Regions from separate parts of the Triticum aestivum genome. Here region 1 is linked to region 2. The links are chromatin contacts, called in public Hi-C maps. All regions are on one chromosome and are shown on one strand. The core of a region is the stretch at or near the end of the contact, and the rest is flanking DNA. Distances in the headings are between cores, read along the strand shown. Region 1 holds the start of LOC123105093. Region 2 holds the start of LOC123105092.

The links. Hi-C and Micro-C count contacts between places; a contact is called where the count stands out from the background.
Region 1: a contact with region 2 is called in a Hi-C map of leaf, with 3 times the contacts expected there. The contact joins the promoter of LOC123105093 here to the promoter of LOC123105092 in region 2. A contact is called at or near these places in 2 of 5 Hi-C or Micro-C datasets (both in leaf) and 1 of 1 datasets of contacts at active chromatin or transcription factors (leaf).

The regions. Positions count from the first base shown.
Region 1 is chr5A:593,139,985-593,143,840 of IWGSC CS RefSeq v2.1, reverse strand. It overlaps LOC123105093, which reads right to left and starts at 1,746. Exons shown (of 5, transcript XM_044527080.1): 1 at 1,202-1,746.
Region 2 is chr5A:592,978,673-592,982,297 of IWGSC CS RefSeq v2.1, reverse strand. LOC123105092 reads right to left here and starts at 1,825. Exons shown (of 4, transcript XM_044527079.1): 1 at 1,373-1,825; 2 at 315-533; 3 at 1-194. The coding sequence starts at 1,810.

The sequences.
Region 1 (3,856 bases), core at 497-2,996, 160 kb before region 2:
CTGCAGTGAGTAATAAGAAAGGATCTGGGAAACAAGATGCTACATGTATCATGGATAAAATGCATGACAAAAACTCACTACCCCTACAATAATCAAACAAACCTAGACAGCAACAGAGTAAACAACACCAAAGGCCCAACTTTTAAATATATACTGTATTCCATAATGGCATAGAATATGCACCTCACCTGTTTGTTTCTAAATTCATCGGGCAGGAAATAACTAAAGGAGAGAAGACGAGTCAACCGGCGATGGTTCAACCTACTTAATAAAATCCTAAGGACTAGTTCTTTTAAGAGATATATCATCATCTTTACCAAACGTGGAAAATAGAAACCTATGGCCAGCAGATGCAATCATTGACTTCTCGCGTACAATCCAACTGAAACGTCACACAGACCTAATCACCAAAACAGAAAATAAGAACCCCGAAACCTAATAAAAGGCCCCAAAAATTTTTTACAACAAGCAAGTTATAACACAAAGAGTCCCAATTCCAATTTCAGTTGAACTGGAATTTGCGTCCACTTGGAAGTTTTATGTTTGGTTTCACCAAGGAAAATTCCAGTTTGTTGAGAAAGAGGAGAATTACGAAGTGTCTTGGAAATAGAAGATTAACCCATTTCCAACTCCAGCTTGGATGATAAGAAGTGTAAATAAAGGCCAGAGATGGGCAGGCATACTTGAGCAAGCACGCACGGGGAGACTGAGGCAATCGCAGGACGAACTGACAATGGTAGCTACAGGCACGGAGGTGGGAAGAGAAGGGGAAGTGGATCTGGACGCCAAAGTCGAGCCAGACGCCTGGAGTACAGAGAGGAAAGCGAAGAAGGGATGGTGACGGACGGCAGGTGTCCGGATCTAGACAAGAGGAGGGGGGCGGCAATGAGCAGGAGGCGGCGCCGGTGGCCGAGGCCGATGTGTCGCGTGGAGGGCGGCCGGATCTGGACGTGCGGCGGAGGCCAGGAGCGGACGAAGGGACAGTGACGGCGACAGCGACAGGGGCGTCGGACAGAGTGAAATTGGTCCGAAATCGGAGCTCCAATCCCCCCAGGTGCCCCCGGATTGGAGCTCCAACACATGGGGAAAGCAAATCAAGACCACTCCTTTGGATTGTGTTAGCTCGATTCCACGATCCAGGCAGCGCGCGAGCAGAATTAATTGAACCAAACCAGCTAGGATAAAGAAAGGAAATTCTGACCTCAGGGATTCTTGGCGCTGCGCTGCAGCGGGTTGAGCCTGACGACCCGCAGCATTCGGCGGGCGAGCGTCCTGTCCGGCACCGCCGCCACGGCCATGCCCCAAGAAACCCCGCGCCGCCCAAGAACCCGCCCAACCCAACCAAGGCAGGATATTTATTTATCTATGTAGTATCTATCCTAGAACCAACGAAAAGAAAGAGGCAAATCTGTCTGGCGGCGGCAGGGGGGCGATCGGGGCGGAGGACACCCGGAGCTCCGACGTATCCGGGACGGGTCCGGTCGGGGGGGGCAGGGCAGGGAGAGAAGAGAGAAGGGAGGGAGGGCGAGGAAGAGGGAGAGAAAGTGGTGGGTTCTCGTCCTCGTCCCCGGACGAACGAACCACTGTCTGCGGATGTAGTATCTTGGTTTGTTCTCTCTCTGCTCACTCCCCACTCTCCCTCTTTTCTCTTGCTCCTTTTGGGGGTTTTGGATTGGCGTCGTTTGGCCCGGCCTCTCTCTCTCCTCTCTTTCTCTCTCCTCTCTCCTCTCTCCTCTCCTCTGGGGCAACAAGGAAGGGGGATGGAATGGAACCACCTTTCTCTTCTAGTAGTAGTACTCCCACCCTCTCTCTCTCTCTAAACGAGCCGCAAGGACAGCAGATTTGTTGACATCTGATATTCTCCCTCCCTCTCCCTCTCCCTCTCCGTCTCCGCCCTGATGCTGATCCTCCCCATCACCCCCCCTTGTCCCTCTCCCCCGGCTTTCTCTCTCATCAATCACCAACCCAGACATTTCCTTCCCAATATTATACCTGCCACCGCATCGCCACCGGCTGCTGTCCCTCTCACGATTCTGGTGTGGAACTAGACAACCGGCGGTACTACGTTTTTCTCTTTCTTTCCAAGTGCGTGATATGATATGATATAATTATTCCCGGGGATCGGATTTCCCATGGGACAGTTATCATGAGGACGGCTCATTTCTTTTCCCCTTCCTCGGGTTGGTTTGTTTAGAGTAATGGAGGATACGAGCTTAGGGATTGGGACTTGGGAGAGAATCTGTCCACCCTTGGCTTTGCTTCCACCTCCCGGTGGGGGGGGAGGGAGAGAGAAAGTAACAAACAGCAAGTGTTAAAAATACTAGTAGTACCGCCCAACCTCCTTTCCAAATCTTGCAAAACCGGCCATCTTTTTATCCCTCCCCTCGTGATGCTGCCTTTTTTATCTCCTCCTGGACAGTGGCCTCGCTACGTACACGCCGTCCGGACCTTCACATTGGCCAGCCAGCCAAATGTATCAACGCGGTTGTCTTGGACTCCTTTCGACGAGTACTGCTGCAAGGAGTACTCTAGTGGTATGTACACGTACTGGTAATGGTGGTTGGACATGTTGAATGTATTCGTGTGCACTTATGGCCTGGGAACAGTGCATGTGTTAATGTGTTGCTGTGTTTTTTTTATTTTATTTTTTGTTATGTTCGTATGTTATCTTCTTATTGATTGTTCATCTTCTGCTTGTGTCGTGTTCTCATTGTGCTAAACCTACTTTCATATGTAGGCATGGGATTTGTCGCACCAGTTTAGCGCAAGTACTTTTGGGTCCTATAACGTCCGCTTGCCAAATAATACTCCTACTTGTTTAGTCAAATCTCGTAGTTAATGAATACCTAAACTGTACAACCAACCCTCTACGTTATGTCTCAAAATTAAATGACGGGTTGTTGGCGTGACAACATGTTAATATCACGGGATCAGGAGTACGGAGCGATGGTTAGCTCCAAGGACTTAGGGGCAGAGCGATGTGGGACGACTCCGCCTTCTTTGTCGCGTCATTCATCTTCATCATGTCATCTATGTGTGTGTGTGTGTTTGTGTGTTTTTTGCTCTTTGCGTCGTCATTGTTATCCGTTTTTTTTTGCCTTCATCATCCTACGCCCACCTATGACTTTGTCATTATCTAGCGCTGCTATTCCACAATCTTCGTCCTCTTATAAATATCTTACGTCACTAGCATCAAGGCAAGGTGACACCGCTCCGATCAAGCGTACATACCAAGTCATCGGGGAGCCACATTACCCGTATGGCATCTCGTTAACCTCTCGGGCCGGTTCTTTTGTTATCCAATTTTCCATCTCATGTTCCTTCCTCCTCCCCGCTCTTCATTGCGATTTACATAGCCCAAATGTTTGCACGGTATTCCAGGCCTGTGGCCACTCAGTAATTGCTTATCTTTATATTACTAGAATATATAGAAACATTCGTGCTAAATAGTGAGGTACCCTACGATTTCGGCATGCCACCCCAGTATTTTTAACAAAAAAATAAATACGTTAAGAAAAAAACTATTATTATTTTTCACAACAACCATGTTTTTTATTTGCATCTGAGTGCAAATTCTTGTGAGAAAATGGCATACGTCGTGACCTAGGCCAAAAAAAAGTGTTCTAAAAAGCTTGTGAAATCAACATTTTACCAGTATTATAAATTTATAATGCATGTTAAAAAAATTGACATTTTCAAACAAATTATCATTCATCCGAGGAGGACGCGCGGTGGCCTGGGAGCTACATTTTGGATTACACATATAGGCTGGGCACTGGGCACGGCCATCATTGTGCGGAGCATTCTGGGTGTACGCTTTGCAACCACCGCCCGGTCGCCAGAGGACCAAACGCAA
Region 2 (3,625 bases), core at 576-3,075:
GGGAACTTGGACGACTGGCTTTTCTCATTGTTCACAGCAGCAGCACCAATCATGTTTGCACCATGCAGTGGAATTTGTGACGGTGAATCTCTGTGCGATGCATCTTCCAGTGTTGAGCATGCATGCATTTCTCTGCTCTGATGCTGCTTCATCAGGTCTCTCTGTACTCTGTAAACCCGATGCAATTCGTACACCTGGAGACAGCAAGAGGGTTGTTGTCAAGCCAAGCCAAGAAATACAGAAGATATCAAGGCGGAACTGAAATCATCTCTAAGTGTTGCCGCATCGACGTTTACGTCATCGCGGACGCGCACCTGCTGTCTAAACACAGCTTCATGCGCCAGCATTGTGCGCCTGAACATCTCTTTATCATACTCCGAATAACCGACCGCCTCCGCCGTCACGAAGCCATTTGATGTCTCCTCCTCGTATGGAAACCTCCAGCCATTCGCGCTTGCGTGGAGATCCCCCATGGCGCAATGCCCAGGATTGTAGCCTTCAACCTCCACCTTTGCCCCCATTGCTGTTCCAACCTGCTCAACAGGACATTGAATCAAAGGTGAATTACATTACATTACACACATAAAGCAGCAGAAGAAGAAAGAAATGATAACGCCTTTGTCCAGAACCAGCGTCAGTTACGCGAAAAGACAAACACGCATTATTCATCGCTTTGACAAACAAAGAGCAGAAGAAAAGGCGATGACTGATGAGCGACCGGCCCTTTTTTCCTGGTATAAAGTGAGCAATGATGGTGGTCGAGCCTACACGCAGAGGATGACGAAAAGCTCAAGCGAACTGATCATGCAGATTTATTCGTTAGCAAGTGGTGATAATTCAGGGATAATTGGCAGATTTTAAGCGGATATTATCCCAAGAAACAAGGGAAATAATAATAATAAAGAGAAATAAAGGAGATATTATTATCCCCTGGCTGTTTGGACGTCAACTTGTAGGGAAGGGGGGAAAGAATAAAGGAGACGAGACAAGTCCTAGTAGTACTCCACAGTCCAGCCATGTCGATTCTAGTACCAAATCCTAGTAGTACTACCAAGAACCGATTCATTCACGAGAAGTACTGTACAAATCATCAGCGGCAGCAGCAGACGCGGATTACGAAGAAAAAGACTAACAATACTGGACAGATGCAATCATCGCTCAACCGCTCGCCGCCGGCGTGTCCGACCGAGGAAATTTCTTCGAGACAAGAAGCAAATCGAAGGGCGACTCAATTACGAGAAGGGAGACCTTTTCTCCACGAGATTTTTACCAAAACAGGCAACGGAGGAAGCCATTAAAGACCCGGGAAATGGACGGCAAAGATGGCATCTTTCCTGCAACAACCCAAGCCGAAATTAACTCGAGACTTTACCTCGGCCTCAGAGATTCTTCCTGGCACCGAACCGCGGCAGACAGGAACCGGCGGCCCGCCGAGCTGCGAGCATGGGCCGGAGACGCGGGGAGCACGGCGGGCTCTCCTCCCACTCCCCGGACTCCCACCGCGCAAGAACCCAGGAGGAGGAGGAGGAGGAAGCGGCGAGCAATGAAGGAATTCTCCGGCGGATTCCACGGCGGAGACGCTCGGAATCGCGGCGTATCTGGGCGGGACCCGGATTGGATGGGCCAGGGAGGGAGGGAGGGAGGGAGGGAGGAGGGGGAGAAGGGTCGGAACTGGTGGGTTCTTGTCTTGGGCGAACCCCCGGACGGACGGAATGGCTGCGCTCTGCACTCCTCTCCTCTTCTTCCCCTGATATATTTGCTTTTGGATGGATCGGAATCGGATGGGCTTTGTTGTGTTCGGTCCGGTCATGTGCGCGCTGCCATGCGGGCCCGACCCCCCCTCTCTCTGGATGGATGGAAATATGGAATGGAACCACCTTCTTCTCCCCTCTAAACTAGTGCAAAGGACAGCAGATTTGTTGACATCTCGGTTGGTCTTTCTCTTTTATTCCCCCTCTCTCTCTCTCTCCTCGTGATGCTGCTTCCTTCATCCCACCTAATCTCTCTCCCTCCCTCTCTCTCCTATCAAAAATATACACTATCTTTCTCTCTCATCTCAGAAAAAGATCTCTCTGTCTCTGTCCCCCTCTCTCTCTCTCTCGCACTTGCAGTTGCAGTCGAGATGCTCCGGGCTTTTTTTCTGCCTTGCGGCAGAGGGGCGATGTCTCTTTCGGACAAGTGCTTGGGTGCGATCTCGGTTGTCAGGTTATGGAGTGCTTGTTACTCCATTAAGCATTAATTAAGAATCTCGTCTCGTCTCGTCTCGTCTCTCTAAGATAAGAAGATATGGATCGGGGCCGTGAGAGGGAGGGCGTCTGACAAGGTGGCCCACCGCACCCCGGCATGCTTCAAGTACTACTACTAGTGTCAAGTTGAATAAGTAGGACCAGCCAGGCAGTACTCCCAAAACTGCTTTGGTTTCCAGATTTATGGCACGAATCCTCGCAATTGGCCACACCACGGTGATTGATTTCTACTGTTATCTGAGTAACTATAGTGAATACTCCCACTCACTCACTCACTGCGGGCATCTACGAACAATCCCGGGATGCGACGGGACGAGTTGCTGTGGGCGCCCACGGTGGTGGAGCACGGTACGGACTACGGTATTCATTCATTGATTCGTGCACATACTTCTGGGGGTACGTACATTGGTTGTTGTGCGAGCCGAGCCGTTCCAACCGAATTGAATGTGGCCATGTACGTACTTGTGTGTGTGTGTGTGTGTGGGCGTGACGGGGGTGGACGTCCCGCGATCTACTGCCGGAGTCGGGACCCTTTTACTGTCAAAGCACTAGTATCCAACTGCTCGACTGGATCCGAGGTGACAATAAAGACGTATAGTACTAGATTGCCCCCACAAAGTGTTTATATACGTTAAACAAAATTGCACTTGCATTCACCTCCAAAACGATCACAAGGTTTCAACTTTATTTTTGGTTCAAGGCAAGAGTGTTGAATATATGGTTTGTGCATGTATATTGTATAGTCCGACCCACCTTCTAGTCATTGTATAGTTGAGGTTGTGGCCCATCTTGTACTCCATATATACATGCGCTATGCATCGATCAATACATCGAGTTGCATTGCCAAAATATTCGTTTCTAACATGATATCAGAGCTACGATCCTAACCCTAACTCCTACCGACGCCGCCGACGCCACTTCGTGCCGCCGCCGCCCCCTGTGTGCCGCCGCCGCCTCGCGCTTCCGCCCGCAACCCGCCATGGCCTCCCCCGATTTCACCGGTACCATCCGCAGCCGCCGCACCAACCCCTTCGACGGCCCCGATCCCGTCGTCATCCGTGATCTCAATATCCTCGCTCGAGTTCCCGTCGTCCTCGATCAACTCACCTCCACCTACTATGCCTGGAAGATGTACTTCTCCCTTGTGTTCCGTGAGTACAATCTCCGGGATCACATCGATGGCTCCATGGACTCCCGCTTCATGGAGGACGATGAGGAGTGGACGTCCATCGACGCCACTCTTATCCGCTGGTTCTACACCACCATCTCGAAGGACCTCTTCCACACGGTGGTCTCCGCCGATGATGACGCTCACGCCGTTTGGATTAAGCTCAACGGCCTCTTCACCGACAACGCGCTTCAACACAAGGTTTCTCTTG